Regions from separate parts of the Anas platyrhynchos genome. Here region 2 is linked to region 1. Evidence: chromatin contacts called from public Hi-C data. All regions are on one chromosome and are shown on one strand. Each heading gives the region's core, a stretch centred on a gene start, on an enhancer-like site or on the middle of the called end of the contact. The rest is flanking DNA. Distances are from core to core; before and after follow the strand shown.

The links. Hi-C and Micro-C count contacts between places; a contact is called where the count stands out from the background.
Region 2: a contact with region 1 is called in a Hi-C map of liver, with 1.9 times the contacts expected there. The contact joins the promoter of LOC101800452 here to the enhancer-like site in region 1. A contact is called at or near these places in 2 of 8 Hi-C or Micro-C datasets (liver and skeletal muscle).

What each region holds. Positions count from the first base shown.
Region 1 is chr14:15,952,258-15,956,667 of IASCAAS_PekinDuck_T2T, forward strand. It overlaps SLIT3 (slit guidance ligand 3), which reads left to right. Exons shown (of 37, transcript XM_027468587.3): 34 at 4,403-4,410. Among named protein-coding and RNA genes, the nearest start is that of PANK3, 23 kb to the right of the region's middle. Within about 2 kb of position 1,619, at least 7 of the 8 cell types and tissues checked have an H3K27ac peak or open chromatin away from gene starts, as enhancers often do.
Region 2 is chr14:16,009,191-16,013,398 of IASCAAS_PekinDuck_T2T, forward strand. LOC101800452 (rho GTPase-activating protein 7) reads left to right here and starts at 1,310. Exons shown (of 13, transcript XM_072023548.1): 1 at 1,310-1,495. The coding sequence starts at 1,381.

The sequences.
Region 1 (4,410 bases), core at 369-2,868:
CCCGGGGCTCGGTACCCGGGGTGGGCGCGGTGCTGAGCTGTGGCCGGAGCTGTGAGGAACGACTGCGGGGCCGAGGGGAAGCAGCGGCCCCCTCAGCGCGGCCGCCTCAGCGCCACCCCCTCAGCGCGGCCGCCCCGGGCCCGTTGCGCGGTACCGCGGCTCCCTCTGGCGGTCGCTGGCCGCCGGTTTAGCCCTCGCCGCGGGGCTCGGCGGAGCCCCGGCGTGTTTCTTCCCCCCGTGTCCCCGCCGCAGCCCCGTGCTCGCCACCCGCTGCCGGCCCCGAGCCGAAGGGCCCGGGAGCGCTCGGCCCGTGCCCTCGGCACCGCGAGGGCTGAGGAAGCTCAGCAAATGGCGGGCGCCGGGGCGGGATTTATGTACCACAGGGTGCGTGCCCCGAGCCCACCTGATCCCCAGAAAGAATTCAATTAAGATTTTAATAAAGCCCGTGCCGAGAGCTGGGTCAGGAAGAGGCCCCTTGAAAAAAAAAAAGAAAGAAAAAAAGAAGAAAAAAAAAAAAAAGGCCGAGCACAGCAAGTCTGTGCTGGGAGCTGCGTCGTGATGCACTGTTCAGCGTCTGTGGCTTTCTTCCCTTCATCTCCAGCCAAGCCACTGTCTCCAACTGTCTCAGACGATTGCTGAGTCTCCTAAAGGCCCAGCTATATAAGAGGCTCTGAGGAGAGTTCGCGTAGCATTTCCCTCAGCACTGGTTTCTCCCCCAGTGTTGTCTCTGTCTCTCTCAAAATCCAAAGACTTCATAACATCTTTCTGTCAGCAACAGCGATGTGCTTTAACACAGATATCCCCTGGTGGGATTTTCTACCATCCTGGCTGTCCGCATCCGGCTTTTCTATCATGTGTTAGCATCTTTTCAAAAAGCAAAACAGTGCTTTGCCTGTTCTGACTTCATCTGCTTTACAAAATTGCAGTGTTGAATGATGGCTATAAGTTGCACAGTTTCTCACGGTCCAGGCACAGACTATTTTCATTCAGAGTTAAAAAGTGAAAAAGTCAGAACTGAGTAATTTTCATCCACACATACACACAGACGGGGACACCTCACTCCCTTTCCAGTGAAAATACCAGGCCTGGGTATGCTGACAGGCACGAGCACCACATGGGGTGGCTGCTTCCATTGCCAGGACACACAGACTTTTGTTTGCCTCATAGTCAAGGCTCTCCTGCATAATCTGGAAAAAGCACACACTGTGGAGGAGTAGGTGATTAATGCCTGTGAAATCCTGGCCCAGGGAAGAGCCAGCGCTGCCAGATGTGATAATGTTGTCCTCTGACAAATGGCCATAGCTTGGCCTTCCTCAGATAACAGTGTAGTTTTGTGCGCTAGCTTTGGATATTGATCCCACCAGGGAAGAGTTCCCTGTCGTGCAGCCATCCATCCCACCTCCTCAGTGCTCAGCTGTCAGAGCCAATGGGTTTTGGCTATTCTTCTTCCTTTCATTGGCACTTCTGCATAGCCTAACCATTACAAATGTGCATTTCCATTTGTCTAGCACCTTTCAGCTGAACATCTAAGTACTTTCTACATATGAATTAAGCATTGCAACACAGCAGTGAGATATGCAGGGAGTACATCGGGATCATCCAGTTGGTACATTGCTTTTGCACAGCTGTTTCTCGTAATGTGGCAGATACTTAGCAGAATTCAAGAATATCTAAACAGCAAGCTTGGACCAGCTGTTTTTGAACTTACTAGAGTTGTCAATCCATAAAGTAGTCTGCTAGAGGTGTGGGCCCCAGTACAGGCAAACTCAGGCTTGTTTTTCTGAAGTGCATGCAAAGTATATGCAACCTTGGGCAATAAATCTTGTGTAAGTCCTTGTTCCTTATCTCTACCCATGCAATTCATTGCCCTTGCATTAGTCCTGATATAACTGTATTGTGAGCCAGACTGTCTACTGGATCAGCCGGAGCTGGGTTTTTGTACAATGTCAAGCCTTTTTTTTCACCCCTAAAAAGTACTTAAATCAGTATTATGAGCTCCAGGTTCTTGAGCCCTGCCTCTTCAGGATGCTCTCACAAGTCTGAGGATGGACAGCAGCTGTGGCCCAGGCGATTTCGTGTGGGTCACAGACAGGCAGCGCAGTCAGCAGAGCTCCCTGCCTGCCGCTTTGTGGCAGAGCTAACTTACCTCACGTTTATGTAAACCCAGCCAGTAAAGATGCTCATATATACTGCTGTAATTTTGCAATCTGTGTGAAAAGTATGTGAACTTCTAACGGCATATGTTTGTGATTCATCCCCAAAACCTGTGCGGACCCCAGCACTGTCATGGGACGTCAGTTCAGCTCTGAAACAGCAGTGCTCTCTTCTCAGACAAGCAGGTCCTCAGAAATGCCTCACTGCTGACCTGCCTGACATTACTTATGTGTAACTGGCTATGTCAGGTCCCCTGTAAAAAACCCTGCAAAATTAAACTTATTTCAGGGAAAAAAAAATAATAATTCTGGTCATTTCCGAGCTATTTAATTTGTTTATGAAGTTGAGAGCATATTTCCATGCCACAGCTCCTTAATGTATTGGTTGGGCAGGACCGGGCACTACAGATGGGTAGCATGTCACATAGTTTGAGAGGTGGGTCCATCTAAAAGGTCATTCCTCTTTAGAGATGAGTTACTCCTAAGTGTGCCTGTTATTTTCCAGTGATAGTAAAGAAAATCTGGCTAAATAGCTCTCAGACCTCCACATCTGCATTGCAGGTTTACAAAATACCTGAAAGGAATCTGACCTTTGAACTTGTAACTTACTGAGAGAGGATGCAGAGCATATGGGCCATCTGAATGAGCAAAACCCATCCTTTAAACCTACCTTTTACATTTTGAAATGGTGTTTACCACTTATGTCGCCATCCCAAACGCAGGCTGTCAGCTCAGCAGTGTCTCAGGATGTCTAAATCCCACTGCTGGTGTGTTGTGTCTCTATCCGTAGGTGACAGAACCAGCAAGTGAGCTGCCAGGGCGAGTCTGGGCGAGAGGCTCACAGGCCAAGCATAAGGCGGGTTGGCAACACTGTACATGTGGGCAGTTTACATAGCTCATAATTTAATTTCTGCTGCTATAGTCTCATTATGCACTAGTGTTTGCGTGTGTGTGATACAGAGGTTGGGCCATTTACTTACATGTAGTACATGTAGAGCAGCGGAAAAGTCACATTGCTTCTGTAACTAACTGCTTAATTTGAAACCCTGTTTTACTCAAGCAGGTAATCACAACCTCTCTCCCTGTTTTTAGAAGTACAACAAAGTATCAAGTTGTTTCAGAGAATTTTAGCCTGCTTGAAAGCTGAAGCTGCCCAGAAAATAAAAAATGATAGAGCAATACAAACTGAATTGTACTGCTGCACCTGTTAATTTTTGTGAGACTGAACTGAAGATGAGGATTGTTTGTGGCACAGACTAGCAAACAGCTGTTGAGTTACCTGACTCATTGTGAGCCTAATGCATTCAAAAATCAATGTTCAAAATACCTGAGTAATAAACACGCAGTACCTTTAATATCTTGCTTGCTCAGATGACTGCCTGGTCCCTGCCTCCCCCCTGCCCCAGATTTCCTGCTTATTCTCAAGCCTCAGTCTACACCTAAATGTTTCTCAAAGAGCAATTTGTCAGTTTTCCTTGCATTCAGGTAGGACTGTATTGTATTGAACAAAGCATCCCAGTCCTTTACAAGCCCGGAAGTCCTGAATTCCTTCTCTGGCTTTAAGTAACTGGTCCTGTCCTTCTGCCTCAGATTTTAGTTACAAGACACTTTGGCTTTGTAAGGAAACACTGGTTTCAGAAACCCCTGCTGTCTCTTGCCCTACACTGCCATCTCTCACAGGCACTGTGAAAAAAAAAAAAAAAAGAGTTCAAACTAACCATACAAAACTAAACCTTTTAAGTGATTGGGCTTGTTACATAGGCACCAAGCAGCGTGACACAGGAGCAGCAATCTAATAGCAGAAAATGGGATGTTTTCATTAGCTTTGTTGCCAAAGCCAGTAGATCATGTGGCTGAATCTCTGTTCTTATGCCTTTGGAAACACAACTACAATAGTTACTATTCTGACTTTGTGGGACAGTTGTGAGGATTAACTGGCAGATAAGTTGAACATGTGCGTAAGCACAAGCTTTTAATCAGCTTCATGGACAGATACAACCCTCAATTGCAGTGAGGAGCTCTTCTCTGCATTGTTACATATCTATAGATACTGTCTTCTCAAGTCAGACACCAGTGATGTTTAAATTTGTACCTTGGAAGCTCATGCTGGAAGAAATGTTGGGAACACAGTGACCATAAAGGAGCACGGAATATGAGTTCTGCTTTGCAAGCCGTAATATGAGATAGGATGTCACAGGAGCACAGGCAGTTCATTGTTAACATCATCCATTTCTCTCTTTTATTTGTAGTGTGGAAA
Region 2 (4,208 bases), core at 60-2,559, 57 kb after region 1:
GCAAGGCAGCAGGAACAGCCCTGACTTCACGGCTTCCACGTGGTGGCCGTGCCCCTTGTCAGCTGTGTCTCCAGTCCTCAGGTTGCCATCTGCTGAGGGACGTTAATTAAGTTACCTCAATCAGTTGTCTCACCAACAAATACCATCGCAGCTTATTCCTCTGAGACACCAGGCCCAAAGCTGCTGTCAGAAAGAGGAATGGGGAGGTGTAAAGCACACATGTAGCACTAGCAATCATTTGTAGTCAAGTTGTGTTCTTTCCCCATTAATTTATATTCTTGTTTGGGTTGGATTTTGCCAAGGAGCTGCACTGATACAGAGCTATGTGCTGGGTGTTTGTGTCTGTTACAAAGCTGCTTCAGTCTCCCTCCCCAGAGGGGGAGCAAACTTAAATTGGCCCCTGCTTGTCCAAAAACATTTCTGTGAGCACTGTTCCCAGGCCCATACCTGACAGAGAAGTGACTGAGGTTTTCATGTGCCTTCCCTTTACCCCCACTGCTTCCCAGCCCCGTGTTGGTGCCCGGCGGGGTCAGCCCTGGTCTGGAGTTTGTCCTGAAGGCAGAGAGCAGGGCGCCCTGCGGGGGAGGCTGGCAGGGAGCTGTGTTTTCTGGGAAGATGGGCTTCCCATGCCTTGCTGCTTCACAGCCAGCCTGTGCTTGTGTAAATAAATAAGGCAGTGAGGCCCCAGCATTAACCAATCCCCCCTTTATAGAGGCAGCAAGTGCATCAGTGACTGGGTAATGCCGGACAGCCTGGAGATTTCTTTCTTTGAACAGGCTCTACATAAAAACTTCCTGCAGGTTAATCCCATGCCACAGGAGAAGCATCCAAATCCACCTCTAGACCAGGCTGTTCTGTGAAAATAATTATATATTAAAAAAAAAAAAAAGACATACCAAATAAAATAAGCAACTGCCTGCTGGTAAAGGAGATGGCAGGCACGCGCCTGAGCACGCAGAGCTCAGAGGACACGGCGGTGAGGAAGCTGTTACCCACTCAGCAGGGAATGCAGAGTTACAGCCTTGTCTGAAATCCTGTCCCCGCTCCAGGAGATGCTGCGTAGCCTCACTCTGTGTTTACTGCCCTGCATGGCAGGGAGCTGGCTGTTTATAAGGCACAGGGGTGGAGCTGCAGAGCCATGCAGTGCTCCGGGGTGGGTGCCACGGCCCCCCAGTGCAGCCAGCCCGGGGTGGCAGGGGGTGCTTGTCCCCCTCCCCACAGGAAGGACGCTCATCACGTTAACTGCTGGCTTCTCCTGCATGGAAACCTTTCTAGGCCAGCTGAAGAGGCAAAAGCCAGGAGAACAGCCGGGCTTTGGTCCTAACCTGCTGCAATTTCTTCTGGAGTCTGCTGATCTGTGCAGGTTGGAGCCCCCCAGGCATGGCAGAGCCGGGGAGGCAGCGCCTGCGGCGAGCCCTCAGCGACCACGGCAGGGACTCGGCCAGCAGAGCGTGGGACGTCTTCTGGAGGAGCACCAGAGAAAAACGCCTCGCAGGTCAGTCAGTCCGAAGGGGTTTGAATCCTGTGCTGGTGGGAATGAAGCATCTGGGCTGCGGTCTTTATAGAACCACAGGAATTTCCACTTCCATAGGAATGGAAATAGGTCTACTTTTTTGGCAAGGGTGCTCCTCTTAAATGCTGCTACCTTGAGCGCTGTGCTGGTGTGTTGCATTAAGGTGTTTGCCTGACATTTTTTTCAGTGGGAACAAGGAGGAGTTTTGGACTGATGGTTTGTACACAGAGCTGCAAATGTTCACATCTACCTAGAATTTGATTTCTAGCTTTCAGTGTTTAAGTTTGTGCTTTGGCTGAAGTTTCGTAGACTTTTAAAATATGAAGGTGCCTGTACCCTACAGCAAATTTGAACTGTTATATCGTGAGTATAACTGCTTGGCAGTGATCTGTGCAGTGACACTCATTTGGAGCAGTCCCAGCCCTATCCGTGACACTTGGTGTGTCCGTATGTCGGGCATGTGTGCGACAGGAGAAGCTTTGCAGTGCCCTGCAGCCTCTTCTCAAGGTGCACGAGTAACTATTGAAGCCGTATGACCACGAGCAGCTGCAAAGAGAAGCTTAGAAGTAAGCCTGAGTAAAGGAAGGAATATTCTCTGAGATAGCAGCTTTAGGATAATGACACATAAAAAGCTCAGGAGAACAGAGCAGTAACTCACATTCTGAGAAATTAGTCGTCAGTGTGCAGACAAACACTCTGCTAGCCCGTCGCTTGGGGAGGGAAGTGTGAGAGTTGTGGGGCAGGATGAAGTCAGTGCATGCTAAACAAAACCCCTGTAGGGAACAGCTGTGTTGCTGGAAGCCCGTGTTGCTCTGGGGACTTTAAACTCAGTAATTGTGACAAAAATACATATGCTCTTGGGGGCAATGAAGAACATGTGGTAGGTGTATGCATGAAGCTTCTTGCAGAGCTTTGCTTTCAGGTGTGGCAGAGTTTCAGAGTGAAGTCAGTGCAGAAGTTCTGGAGAAACCCAGGTACAGTGGAGCAAAACCTTTCTAGAGCACCTCTTGGTGTGAGGAGCACTGTTGTGTCCTGCAAGCCATTACTGCAGGCAGCCCAGCGTTGGAAGGCAATGCTTAGGTTATCTTTAAGTTGAACTCTGAAGCTTTTAGTGGCAGTTTGTAGCTGATAGAGCAATACCAGGTTAACAAAGGACAACTGCAGGATGCAGGAGGGCCCAAGGATGGGCGTGAAGGCAGAGCAAAGCTGTGACCAGGCTCGTTCTGCTGACATTCCCTAAGGAGTATTAGTGGATTTGTTACAACCAAGAGGCTAAACCAAAGCTTGGGGCAAGCCAACCCCTTTTTAAGAAAGGTCATCCTTCAGCTGTAGGTCTGCACTTAGCCACTGTTCTGTCTGCTTGCACAAAACCTGCAGCTGCTCTGATCGCACCACGAAGAGCTAGAGCAAATCCTAACCTTTGTGATTCCAAAGTGCAAGGACTTTGCACCCTTTGATGCCCTCTAGGGCTGGCTCTGTGCCTCGCAGGGCAGGTGTTAGCTGTGTGCACAGCAGGAGCAGCGCTGCGGGCGGCGGCTCGGCCACGCTCCATCAGCTGCCGGCAAGAGGGCACATCCTAGCAGGAATGGGCAGGTGGGATGGGTGCCAGGGATTGCTTTGCGGGAAGCATTCTGATACACTGCCTTGTAAAATCATAAGGAAACAGGTGACCCTAAAAAAGCATAATGTTTTCTTTGGCAGGAACTGAGAACTTGACCTCGACAGGCACAAGTGATGGGGCAAGCAGAGCCCTGGGCATCCCCAGCCCTTGCCGGGGGCAGCAGCTTGCTGGGGTCTCCTCAGCATGGTGTGAAAGGGTGAGGCCCCCAGCCTGTGGGGACATGCCAGTGCAGCTGGGCAGCTGGTGATCACTCACAGCCATCTCCTTGGTCTGTGACAGCTGATGACTGATCCCCAGCCTTCTCGTGTTTCCCTTCTCGTGTGCCACAACACGGGGCATTTGCAGTGAGGGCATCCTGGTTGCCGAAGCTGTCCCTGTCCTTTCTGAGCCGCAGCCCCTCTGAGCTCCTCCACCCCTCGGAGCCTGGCTGCTGCCGTAAGTCCTACTTGTGATGTTGCCCTCGAGTTGTCTCTGCTGGGAGACGGCCAGCAGGAACTGGTCATCTGCCACCAGCAGATGGTCTTGGTTTCACCCAGGGGGGTTGGGCCTGAACCATGGCTTGTGGAACTAACATGAGTCTTGTTCTGAGCTGGAGGGGTACAGCTCATGGTTTGAGCTGGATTTTTGTTGCCTCAGCCCCTTCTGAGACGCCTTTTCCCTGCCTGTACAGATCGCCCCCTGCTGGGCTTGCATCTGAACACTCAGCGCTGTGCTGGGCCTGCTTTGTGATGAACCATCCATCTTGTGTTGGCTCCTGACCTGGGTGACCTTCCAGAACTGAGTTGCACCCAAGTTGTGCTGGGCTGTGAGAAGACAGCGTGGACGTATTTTTGCTAAATATAAGGGGCAAAGCCACAGATAGTACTTATTGTTCTGCACCACATGTAAGAACTCCAGTACAGCTGCTTCTCCTCTTGCCAAGGGCTCCATGAAGAAGAGCAAGCAATGGCCTGAGGGGGCCTGGCTGCAGAGTGGAGCAGGTCTGGTGTGTACATGGCTGGAAAGCCTGAAGGCACCTTCATTAGCTTTAGGGAGAAAGACAGGGTCAGGCTGGGAAGATGCAGGCAGCAGGGA